Linked DNA regions of Anser cygnoides: region 2 is linked to region 1. A link is a contact called in public Hi-C data. All regions are on one chromosome and are shown on one strand. The core of a region is the stretch at or near the end of the contact, and the rest is flanking DNA. Distances in the headings are between cores, read along the strand shown.

Region 1 (6,398 bases), core at 68-2,567:
AGGGCTCACAAATAACTTTGCCTTCAGAGTGCAAATGCAGAGGGATGTACGGTTCCACCTCACTTCCCAAGCAAACAGCAGTCGGAGACAGGGAGGTTTCGGTGTTCCTGCCAATTACAGGACACTTGCATGGGGAGATGAAGGAAGGAGCAAACAGTAATCTCTTTGACTTTGTACTTAGAAAAGACCACCTGGATCAACAAAAGCAAGCAGAGAAGACTCTTAGCATCTCAAAGTGCTCCTGTTGACTTTGCACAGCAATGGCATTTTCTCCACCAAGAAGGCAATTCTAGCCCACTAAAGCCTCTAAACCAGACTCTTAATTCACGGCCAGACCCGAGGACAAACAAACCCTCACTCAATCCAAGGTTTCAGTACAGCCTACAGCTAGGAAGTGCTGCTCTGAGTTTAATTGCACACACTGCAATTCTGAAGGTAGCTGTCAGTTTAAAAAAAGCCCTCCAGCTGTCAGTAGTGATCCCTTCTTCCTTCTCCAGGTGGCAAACACACTCTGAAGCTCTCTCATCACCAGGCTCCCGCTAGCAGAGTGACTGCAGTCTCAGCACACCTTCTCTGCCCTGAGGTCCAGGACAGACCTAATTCCATGGCTGAGGCTCAATCTCTGTAGTGGTTCACCAGCATGAAATCAGCCCGTACAATCCACCAAGTGCAAACAGGCACCTTTAACCTTCCCTTCGCCTCCCCCCGGCGTCAGCAGCTACAGCAGGATCCTACCGAGTGCCAGTTGGGTGCCGGACACTTGGCTGCTGTCACTGCCCCTTCACAAACCTGTAGTGACCGGTCACCACGGGGAACCAGTACCAAAAGGACAACACTAAATATACAAACAAATGACCATAACAGTCCAGAGGTGAGAACAAGAGCCTGGCCCCACCACTGACTCTTCGTGTTGACACTAACCCTCCAGCCTGAAGACAAGCACTACTCCTATTTGCATGACAGAGACCTAGTGAGGACTTAACCCTTCTCTAAAAGCCCTCTGAGAACTATTGCGTGCCACTAGACGTGGCACCCTTCCACACAGCTGCCTTACACTCACAGAAGGGCCCGTTTCGGTGGGTCAGGCCACCGAGCTGACCCAGCCCAGAGCCTCCACCACCACGACTCCCTCAGCTCGCAGCTGCGCTTTGGGATGTGCCTGACTAGAAGAGACACGTAAAACAGCACGCTTGGAAAAGACTAGCTCGCCTTCTGTCTGTGGAGATGTACAAGTGCCCTTAGTTCTCGAGAGATTATTACAAATGCAATTTCTATGCTCTCCAGTTTGGATCTGACAGTAAAACTCAGGCCCTTCCTCCCTCACAGCGGGCGCGCACACTGAGGCGCGCGATTAGCAGACAACCGTCGTTACTGGCCCCATCTTCATGCAGTCTTTGGAACTGAAGACATCAGGAAGAAAAATCTCTTCGTATGTCAGAGGAACGCTGTGATAAAAGAGGCTATATATTTTTATAGGGCACATTTACAGAGTGGTATTTCTTTATTTTTCCAACTGCCTGGTAGTCTGTCAGAGGCCTGCCCTTGGAAACTGCGACAGAACTGCAGGTGGGCCACGTCAAATCCAGAGCTGGCAATGAGGAAAGGCTACTCAGACAGGGAGAGGGTTCGGCTCCCACTTCAGACAACTACCAAACGTATCTGTAGCATTCTTGTTGTTAGAAACAACACATCATCATTAAATGCAAGGTCAAAATGTTGTCACTGTGTCCCCACCGCCATCTTTGTCCTTATCTTTATTGTATGTCTTGGCACATACTTTGCAGTGTCTGCTTTCTGTATTTTCTTTAATTTCTTCTCCCTTTTCTTCAAGAGTATCTGATCTCACAGGGTGCTCCCTCTCTCCTTGATATTTTACTTTCTGCATTTCCTCTCATCCCCATCCCCATTTCTTCTCTATGCTGATCTTTTTTAACCATCGTTTCTGTTCTTCTGTTCTTCCCAGCCGGGCCTACTCTGGCCTGAGCTTTGTCAGAGCAGTGCTCCACTCCAACGGGGCAACTTGAGGATGAAGGAGGAACACCCGACTGATGAAGGCTAGTGTATGGCACGATTAGCACTGCTAAACAACAGGAGAGAGGTGAAAGAGTATTCATAGCTAGGTGTTGGTGCCATGGAGGGGATTATTATAGATGAGGTTTAACGATAGTGACAGGGGCAATGGGATGCGAAGATGTGGAAGATGCAGACTGAGAACTGGTTGGGGAAAAAGTAAGTTTTCTGGCAGTGAGAATTGGCTGACATTGCCTGAGACTTGCCCAAACAAGAGATGTTGAGCAGTGGTCCCCTACCCAGGCCCTGTGCATCGTTGGTGGCCTGCAGACAGACTGCAAAACGATTACAAAATACCCAAACCCTCAAAGGAAGAAGGCGCAAGAAACCCAGCACTGAACACACACTCCCATGCAGCAGGTAGGCAAAACAGATAAAGGAAAACTAACAGTAATACATGTCTGTTCCTAGTTTAAGCAAATCTTAAGTGATAATAAACAGAAACCACTGTGACAGCGCTGTACAAGTCTCTGGATGGTTTTCAATAAGGGTAGGTAGTCCTTGCACTATAAAAAGTTGGGAAGTGCAGAGGACAGCTGTGGATCGCTGTGGAAAAAAATAAACCCTAAGAACAAATGAACAGAAACATATTTTCCTATTCAGATTTCTGTGGTCTTTACAACTTTGGAGAGATAAAACAGCAAATAACAAATTGCAGCTCCAATGCTCTGCATTCATAAATCAAAAAACTGCACTTCTTCAGAAAAGGATTTAAAAAAAACACAGTTCATGGTCACAGATTTTCTGTGAGGAAAGCACAAAACCTGTGGCTAGGAACAAAACCACGAGGATGCCATTGCCTATTAAACTTCAGATTTATAGTCTCAACATGTGTCCCTACATAGTAATTCACCATCCTTCACTGTCTCTAACCTAGGGATTAGGAAGCAGAGCAGACACACTGAGGAACAGGTATTTATTCTCAGCCCCTTGCCATCAGCCCTTTGCCATGAGACCCTGACCACCACGCATGTCCTATCTCAGAGTTTCCATTTGCAAAGTGGGGAGAAGGCTTCACCTATCCTTGGTGAGGGGGTGCTCTACAAAGCTAGATTAAGGAGAGTTTCAGGGAAAAGACTTTTTGACGCTACTGAGGTCATTACACCACCTAAACAAACTACCTGTTTGAAGCTTTGGTCTGAACATCAGCAACCAAAATCCTGAGAAAGTTACTGGAAAAACAAAAGGCGTTTACTCAGGATTATTTTATCTCCTGGACAGGCTCCGTACTGCCTCTTTAGCAGCAGCATCTTTGTTTAGCCCCAGAAGACACGAGGAGCACCAAAGGAGGGGTACATCAATGAGGAAAAGAGAAGGGTAAAAGGAGTTCCTGCAGTGAATTTCTGTAACAGGAGGGAGGAAACAGTTTGTTAAAAGAGCACAAGAGGAGGCCTGGAATCCCCTGGCAATGCGACAGACTTGGCCCAAAGCACCTGGCGGTGTGATCCCCTAATTCTGTGGAAGCACAATAGAGCACAGCTCTGCCTGAGTTGCTCTCTGTGGCTGGAAAGGCTACCAGGATTATTTCCGAAGAAACAGGATGCACGGGCTCTTCACACAATGCTCTACGCGGAGAAGTGACAAAGCTCCTCCTGAATAGCGCTGGTCTCTGCTGTAAACACCCATTAAGATAAGTAGAAAACCAACCTGTCAAAATCAGGACTGGCTCAGGTCAGTCACTATCAAACACTCACAGAGCAAATGTTAAGCCTTAAGCTAACTGAAAGATTTATAGCAGACCTTATCAAACTCTAAACTTCCTACTTTAGTGGGAAAAGCCACTCTTTAATAGAATAGTTGGTTCGGTGATTTGAAGACGCTTAAGCCTCTTTAAAAATAAATGGAGATTTTCAGTAAACTGTGCTTCACTGTAGCTGCCACCAGTTTGCACTAGTGCACTCTGCTCCTATGGGGATAGAGAGGATGCATGGCCGGTACAACATCTTTTTCTCCTAATACAATAAGGGGAGGAAATCTGAACTTCCAGCTCACCCCTGCCTCCTAAATTCATTTTCAACAACAACAACAAAAAACATCAACCAAACACCCAGACAAGCTGGCAGGTTCTTTTTTTAGCATGCAGCTGAACTTTATTTTGGAGGTATCTTAATTTAAATCACTACATGATATTCTTTTTGCCCTTCAGAATCACTTTAATCTCTGTAAACTTTTCATAGCTTTGGACTTGTTACTTCTGCTATGGTCATGACAGTATGTCAAGGAGTTAGCCAAGCTAAGCCAACCCATGACTTGGAGAGACAGCAGCCTAGTCTTTATCATTTGCAAGAATCCTTTCCCTGCCGCTTTCTCTGGTATTTCATTTTTCAATCAAAGCTTCACTAAAACCGCAGCTTTATAATGTTCTATTAAGCTTATTCTTGTATTTCTGAGCTGTATTAAAATACTCTCAAGTTGTTTTTACTTCAGAAATTTCGGTGTCTGTAGAATACTGGCAGAACAGATCTAGCTCAAACATATGTTGACTCTTACATATCACTGGAGGATCAAACCAGATCTGAATATCCACGGGTTTGCATCTTATTTTTAAGTCTGTAGGGGGAAAATTCCAATTCTTATGACAAAGCAGCTGTATTTGGGGTGCATTTAGAAGCATATTACAAAGACACAAGAGGGCAGAGCAGACTTAGCTTTGTGGGCATGATGCTAATCTTGCCATACCTTTAAATACAAGGAATTTTGTACTGCATATCTATGCTAAACGATCATCTGCAGAAGCAACAGTCTTGATGTCTAATAAACTGGTGATTTTGGAGCATCTGGCCAGTGAGTCAGGAAATCTCATAACTGAGTATAAATAGGAAACTATTCAAAAAAATCCCAGGAACCTGCCATTTACATGCAGTTTAGGAGTGCTAATGATGGCGTTTGAACACAATAAATTCAGCTTATGTTGGGAAGCAATGATAGAAGTTGAAGAAGAAGTAAAGAAAGCCAAAGTAAAGCCAGACTAATGGAGGTTTTTGCCCCCAGCTTCCCTTACTGAACTCTTCTTCAGCAATAACCATTTCACAAAGCTATGGTCTGCCCAGTGTCCTCCCCTACCTTCTAGGTCCAGATTTTCATCTTATGCCCACTTTCCTCAGAAACAGGGTGCTCCTGTCTGATTCCCAAGAAAGGAATTCACCTTTCTTGGGCAGTTAGGTGGAAAGCAGCAGGCTTTGCAAACAAGCGTGCAGCTTACTCACTGTGTTTGAGCCTCACGGGTATCTGGAAGCAGACCAGTGCAACTACAGACATGCCTTAAGTTAAAACAGGCCTCTGGTGAAACACGCTCATTGACACGGCTGATAACATGAGCTCACGGAAATGCAACAAGTTAAGAGGTGAAAGATTATCTCATTCAGGAGACAGATCAGAAGAGAGACTGGGAGATGTGTGTTGATCATCAAATTGCCTAATTTTTCAGTGAGTAAGAGCGGTTGCCACCACCTTGCAAACACAAGGAACAGGAAGCTTTGCAGTTTAGTTTAAACAGACAAGAACAACCCTTCCACCCTTCCCTGCCCTCTCCCCGTATTTTTAAAGTACTTGACTTCAGGTGCTTGAGAATGCATCATTTTGGCTATGCTTATACTTACTGTGCCCCCAGCTTAAAGCCTGTTCTGTTTCCTGCAGTGTAAGAGGATCACCTGAGAGCGGACTATCCACAGACCTCATCCCCCTCCGCTGTTTTTCAGGTTTCATAGTAGCACCACAAGCAGAGGCTCTTAGGGAGGCACTCTGACATACCTGGCAACAGAAGTGGGGGAAATGGACCAGCTTGCCAGCAGAAGAATAAAAAACTTCTGGCGCTTCTTAGGCTCTGTGTAAAGAACTATCTCAGGCAAAACTCTCCAATAAATCATGACAAAGGGTGGAAAAAACTGCTAGAACCGCTTGTGTTGAAACTGTAAGATTTATTCTTTAGAGCAATGAAGCTGTACCAAAACTCAGGGAATCATTTTACAGACTGGAATGTTTCCAGCGTTACAGGAAGAATGAAAGCCATTTTCCTCATCAAGTTAAAAAATGAAAGGGATTATTTGGCAGGCACAAGGAAGACTTTATCTGCATTTTACCCCAGTAATGTTCCACTCAGAACCCTGGCTTTGCAAGTATTAATATCCGTGAGACCCCAAAGAGACTTCCAGAAAAGAGAGAATGCAAAATCTGCTCTGCAAGTATGCTTTATGTTAATGTGGAATACCTGAACCTCAACTAAAGGCAACTCCATGGTCTCCAAACAGTAACTTCTACCTGCTGTGTTTCACATACTTACCTACATACCTGGGTGTAGTAACGATAGTTACAACTGCCATTTTGAAGCA
Region 2 (6,303 bases), core at 222-2,721, 120 kb after region 1:
CGCTCTTTCGGAAGTATTTTGTTTGGAGAACCACATGAAATTTAAAAAGACATTAAACCAGAGCTTGCGGTCCTTTCTATATTTTAAGAAAATCTGGTAAGTTTTGCTGAGGTTTGACTGAGCAGATACAGAACGCCAAGAACACAGGCTGATGCAAAAGCTTCTGCTACTTTCTCAAAATAGTTTCCTGCTTCTTGTGCCTCCTTCGTCTTTGCAGAGAAGAGCCAGTGCTGCCAGCAGGAATTCAGAATGCGGGCACTGCTGTTTTTAGCACGACGTGCCTTAATAAAGCGTACCTGAAGTCTTATAAAATGTATTCTGCAAACTCTGAGCAGACTTTGCAGAAATTATAAAGATGGTGACTTAGGACATTTTCAATTATCGAAGTTTATTTTGTATCCTTGATATAAATGTAGTAATGGAATGAAATAAGACAAAACTGTTCTTCAGAGGCTATAACGCATGTGTCACGAGACCTTGGACCCACATGAAGTTCACGCTTACACTTCGATAATAAAACTGGTTGTGCAACGCACCGTGTGTGAGATCCTCTCAGCTCCCCCGATGAAGCCCAATTACAGCTTCCCAAAGCGCCGCGCACCTCGGGGAGCACGCCAGCCACAGCTACCCCGCTCCAGCCGCCCCCTCCACGTCCCAGCTCAACCCGGGCTCCCGAGGGGCCGGGACACGCAGGGCGGGAAGTTACCCCCGCTCCTCGGGCTCGCCCCGGGGCCGGCCGGGCTGCGGGAGCCGCCGAGCCCCGACCGAGGGCCGGGCAGGGCTCTGGGGCGGCCCCAACGCGCCCCGCAGCCGCCCGGGAGGGCGCAGGCCCCGGCCCCGGCGCCGTGCCGCCCGCTTACCGGCAGAGCTCGGCGAAGGCCTGGAAATTGAGCTTCCTGATCTTCTTCTCGCTCAGCCAGTAGCCCACCCGCTTCCCCTTGAGGAAGGTCTGCATGGTGCCGGGCGCGCTGCTCCCGGGCGCCCCGGCGGCTGCTGCTGCTGCTGCTGCTCGCACTCGGCGTCTGCGGAGCGACGGCTTTAAATTTAAAATAAAAAATAAAAGAGAGAGAGAAAGGGAGAGCAATCAGACGGCTCTGCCGAGGGAGGACCCGGCACCGCGCCGCCGCAGCGAGCCGGCCGCGGCAGGCCCTGCCCCGCACGGCGGGCAGCGAGCCCGGCCGGGCCACGGCGTGCCCCTGCCGCCAGCCGGAGCCCAGCCCAGCCCAGCGCTGCCGAGTCGAGCCAAGCGGAGCCCAGCCGGCACGAAACCGCTGCCCCCGAGCCGAACCGTGCCGAGCCCGGGCCGCCCCCCTGCACGGACCCCGCCTGCACGGACCCCGCTGCCGGCTCGGCTCCGCCGCCGCTGCTGCTGCTGCTGGTACTGCTGCTGCTGCTGCGCGGTGCTGCTGCAGCCGCTCAGCTCCCCATTTGCCCGCTATTCGCAACCGCCTCCACTTCCTCCTCCTCCTCCTCCTCGTCCCTCCCTCCGCCCCGGCCCCGGCCCCGGCCCCGCCCCGGGCGGCCCGGCCGGGCCCGCCCCGCAGCCCCCGGTGCGGGTGCCGGGGCCGAGGTGCCCGCAGCTGCCGGGGGCGTTGTGGCGGCGGAGCCGCGTCCTTCTCGGGAAAAATAACTAAAATAAGTAAAGGCGTGAGTTCTCGCCGCACAGCCGAGGGCCTGCCTTCTGCCAGCACTTGGCAAGCGTCTGGAAGGGTTTACGCAGAACTTTCAGTAACAACAATTTCTTCTTTAACTTCTTTTTTTTCATGCTGGTTGAGCACCAGCACGAGCTGGCATTCCTCCCCCCCCCCCCCCCTTTTATTTTGAGGGGCGCGTTCCTAAATGCCTTGGCAGCTGCTCTGCCTTTGATTCCAGCTGAAGAACCTCTCCGTCTGAGTTACTGCGGCACCTCACGGCCCGAGCATTATTTTCCATCCCTTCTTTCTCCCCTCCGTCTGAAACGAATATCACCCAGCCCGAACGCTCGCGGGGTGACTTGCGTTTCGGTTTAGGTTTTCTCTCTTCGGGGGCGGAGGAGTACTCCCTTCGCGGGGGCTTGGCAGCACCTGGGGCGGGGGTGATGCCCTCGGGCCGTGCCGCAGGAGCCCCGCGCGGCCCTGGCTGCTGACTCACGGGGCCGCGGCGAGCGCGGCCTCGCGGCTTCGTCAGAAACCTCCGCTCGAGGGAAGGAAGGGGTAAAGCCAGGGAAGCCTTAAGAAACATGAAGGGGGTCATTGACCCGGGGAGTAGGTAGAGACCGTTCTACATTCCTTTCGTTATTTACATTAACAGTGAAGTCATCCTAAGCCAAGGGTATATGTGAAAGTGTGCGGGGAGTGGAGTCGCCTACAAGCAGCTCACACTGAAGTTGTTGGAAAACCTATAAAGTAGTACTCCTTGTCCATTTGCAGGGGCTTTGAATGATAAATGTTTATTTTTCTACTTCAGCTAATCAAATTATTTGCCGCTAATGCGGCATAACCTTCATTTTTTTGGAGCACACGATCTGAGTCATATTCACGTATTTTTGCACAGTTCATAAATATAATTGGAACCAGTAGATGGATGTTGGTAGCACGGTTTCTGCTGCAAAATGTTTCACTGACGTTTATACACTTCAAGAAAGCATGGTAACTTCAGGAAAATGTGTAACTCAATACAAGGCTTAATCAGACATTGTCAAAATAAAGTAAGAATCCTGAAACAGTTTGTTTTCGCTTTTCAAATCAATGCTTTATTTCAGCTATCGCTTCACTGGCTTTATTTTTAGACTTTATTATGATTTGTGTTAGCATATTAAGCTCAAGATTCATATTTATATCATAATGGAATATGGATGCATTGAAACATGATATAATTGAAGCCATCTTCCTAAATGATTTCTTTCTGATTTTTTTTTTTCTTTAAGAAATGTCAGTTTCAGACCAATTTAAATCACAGTCTGCAGAGACAGAAAGATTTATGAACTTCTTTCCAGATATGGGAGAGCAGGTTTTCAGAGGTGTTAAGCATTCTTGGCTCTTATAGAAATGAAACAGGAGCTACAGAGTAGGAATTTGTTTTGCTCCAGTTTAGGCAAAATTAAATGACATATATCAGAGACGAGATTCAATCCTAGAAAAGAGAAAGCTTTAAATCCCTTTCAAACAGCCTTTTTTTTTTTTTTTAAATCTTAACCCTTGAACAATTTCAGACGTGAGAAATATATTTCAAATGGTGAGCCACTGCACTGTGCTTTGCTGCATAATGTTGCTAAATACATTACAATCCTCTGTTTACATTGCAGAGCCAGTTCAGGCAATGCCAAACCTGTGACCACACGAAGCCCCAGGGTAATGTTTACCCAATTCCTGATCAGGAGCAGGCTGATTATTCCTGCGATTTTCTACGGCCTGATGCTGTAAGCTGCAACTCATGAGCTGCTTCATGCTAATTAAAGGGGTGAGGGCTGATTAAGATCTCAAGCCCTCCAGCAGTCAGAACTATCTTCCTCTTCATCTTAGCTTCAGCTGCAGGTCAAAGCAGGTTTCCTTGTTTTAGGTGGAACCTCTCACACCTTATCTTCTGTCCCTTTCAACACATACAGGGGCTCAGATGAGGTTGGACACTTGCCACGTGGTACAAGTCAGAGAAATTCCATGGGAGTTCACTTTGGAATAAGATGAGGCATCTCCATTCGTTTCGCTAGTTATTGAAGTATATTTTCTCAATGAATGATTAAGAACGATTGTCTCATCACCTGGCAGAAGTCACGACTGGATCTTTAACAGTGAGTGGAAAAAAGAAGGTGATGCTATTTTCACTGCCTGCATTTTAGCTTTTTTCTGTTTTCTTTTAACGCCCTTTCTGTCTGCAGGGCAGATGTGACTCTGCTGCAGATAGCCAAGAGGAAGGGCTGAGCCTTCAGTGCCAGGAGAGGCCTTCGCTTTCTCCAGCCAGTCCTACCACCGGGTCGGGTGACGTGCTGACAAGGCACTGCTGGAACATGTCTCTAGGCAGGAGGGAGCACGACAAAACCCTGCACAGACCGCGCTGCAGCTTCTCCTTGGCTTTGAGGGACGTAAAGGAGAGCCCTGGTGTTGCACAGCGTTGGGGCTGGTCCTCACCAGTGAGGCAGCTGGAGAGACGTGAACGAGAAGCATGGTGGGCTGCCATTTGCTCAGCCCTCTGCCACATCCACAACAGATTCGTTACTGCAAGATTGGTAAGAAGGCCAGATGTGACCTCTTTGGCAGTGGTTAGTAGAGGACGCCTGTGAGGGAAGCAGAGCTTTTCCGGTTTGTGGTTGGTTTTTGCCTAAAATCTGGCAAAACTCTGCTGTTGTCTGGAAACGTCCAAATGTACTCTGGACCGGCAGCTTTTCAGTGACAAGCCAGTGAAAGTCAGTACTCAGGGATGAAAGCTCATTTCTGATTTTTGTATTCCAAATCACAGTGCCTAACTCTAGTAGAGACGCAAACTTCAGCCAGCCCCTGTAGCGCTCCTGTACAGCCGGTCACGGGAGGGAGGCCCCTCTAGTGGCTGATTCAGCCCAGCTCCCTCTCTCTGAATGGCCTATTGTCCGTGCAGACAGCACAGGGGGATTAGCCTTGCTAGCTGGAAATCAAACTGTCATTTTACAGTTAACTAAGCCAGGCGTTGCTGTTGAGAGCAGCAGTCCCTCCAGAAACAGCCACTTGTCCTCGCTTCCTGCCGTGCCCCCCTTCACGGGAAACAGAAGCAGGGAGCTGGGAACTGTTTAGACTAAAACAAATTCAAGGTAGACAAAAATATTTTAGTCTTAATCAAAACCAAATCAATTCCCCATCTGCATTGCCATACCTGTTTGTAGTGGCACAAGCATAGTTATAGTGGCAGAAGGCAGTGAAGGGGCTGGAAGAAGGAGGCCAGGAAGAGAAAGCACAGAGCTGCCTTGCTGGGTGGCAATCCCATTTTAACAGCAGCAGAAGAGGATGGTGAAAGCATGGTGCTCACCCGTACGACTACTCCCTTACTCCCCAAACAACCTATGCAGTTCTATACAACAACAACCTATGCTGCAAAAAACTGCAGTATTTTGATTTCATAAAGCAAAGAAAGATTGGTGAACATTGGTTGAGACTCATCAGTATTTCTGGGATCTTGTAGAAAGAGCAGAAGAGGGAATTCAGCTCTAAGGGCTCAAAAGCATTCAAAAGAGGGCACTAATAAAGCCTGGAAGGTGACAGCACCTGTGTGGGCCAACGCAGTGCCGTTCAGGGACCCCTGAGCTAACTCTCACCAGCCCCAGCGGAGCGCTGCTCACTTGGATTGCTGGGTTACACCAGCGAGCTCTTATGTTCCAGTACTGAAAACAGGGTATGGTGGGTTTTTTTGTTGTTTTTTTTTTGTTTTTTGAAACTGCAACAAAACCACCATTATAGGCAGTATCTCTTACTGTATGTGCATCTCAGGAGTTTGGCTATTTTGGGCTCTGGTGAATGTACAAGCTGTGGGAAACTAAGAAAGGGTCCGGCTGCCAAGTTTGGTCACTTCGCTTGTAGCTCTTTGCGTGCAGGCTTCGTTTTGACCTCATAAGCTAAGGAAAGCGTATCATCAGTAAACAAAGAATCGAAAGCCACAAAAAAGCGTGCAGACAAGATGCAAAAGATGACGAAATCGTGTAACAGTATAGTTCTGCCAGTTGGAGTAGATTTTTTGAACTGAATTACGTTTGTTAGTCAAATCCCAAGTGTGGCTCCAAGCTGCACTGACGTACGTTGCTGTAGCTCTTTTGCCTTCTGATATGGGAGTAAGTTACACGGAAAGGATGTTTATGTGACCTCTTTCATGCTGGTACAATTAGAGATATATGGGGAGATTTACTCAACTGATCAAATCATTAAAATCATTCAGACCACATGTGTAAGGGAGTCCGGAGACTATTCTCTGAAGAATCTGGGTAACCTGACAGTGCATCAGATTCGGACTGAGGCTTCGATAAGGATTAGGCTGGACTGAAGCTTTCTCTACCTACAGTCTTCATGTTAAGAGAGCTACTTGGGTTATAGGTCTTATATTTTTAACCAGGTGGCTTTAAGTCCATACGACCATTCCAGGGAGCATGCTTCTAGCAAAATGAGACATCTTTCCATCAACAACAAAAAAAAATCAAATTGCGTGTGGCTAGAATGTTTTACTTTTTAAAACAATGCAACCAGTTTTAAAATGATGCCTCTAAGTAAGACTGGCATGGATACAGAATTCGTATGTATAAAGGGACCTGGACATATATGTATCCTACCATTATTATCCCATATGCATTTGTCTTTGTCTCTTGGGTTAAGT

The links. A called contact is a pair of places that touch in the nucleus more often than the background predicts.
Region 2: a contact with region 1 is called in a Hi-C map of liver, with 3 times the contacts expected there. The contact joins the promoter of ITPK1 here to the enhancer-like site in region 1. A contact is called at or near these places in 3 of 7 Hi-C or Micro-C datasets (all in liver).

Annotation. Positions count from the first base shown.
Region 1 is chr5:50,387,449-50,393,846 of Taihu_goose_T2T_genome, forward strand. All of the region lies in intron 5 of ITPK1 (inositol-tetrakisphosphate 1-kinase), which reads right to left. Among named protein-coding and RNA genes, the nearest start is that of CHGA, 41 kb to the left of the region's middle. Within about 2 kb of position 1,318, at least 1 of the 3 cell types and tissues checked has open chromatin away from gene starts, as enhancers often do. A contact at or near this core is called in liver, where this site is marked.
Region 2 is chr5:50,504,132-50,510,434 of Taihu_goose_T2T_genome, forward strand. ITPK1 (inositol-tetrakisphosphate 1-kinase) reads right to left here and starts at 1,472. Exons shown (of 11, transcript XM_048070357.2): 1 at 1,337-1,472; 2 at 861-1,036. The coding sequence starts at 955.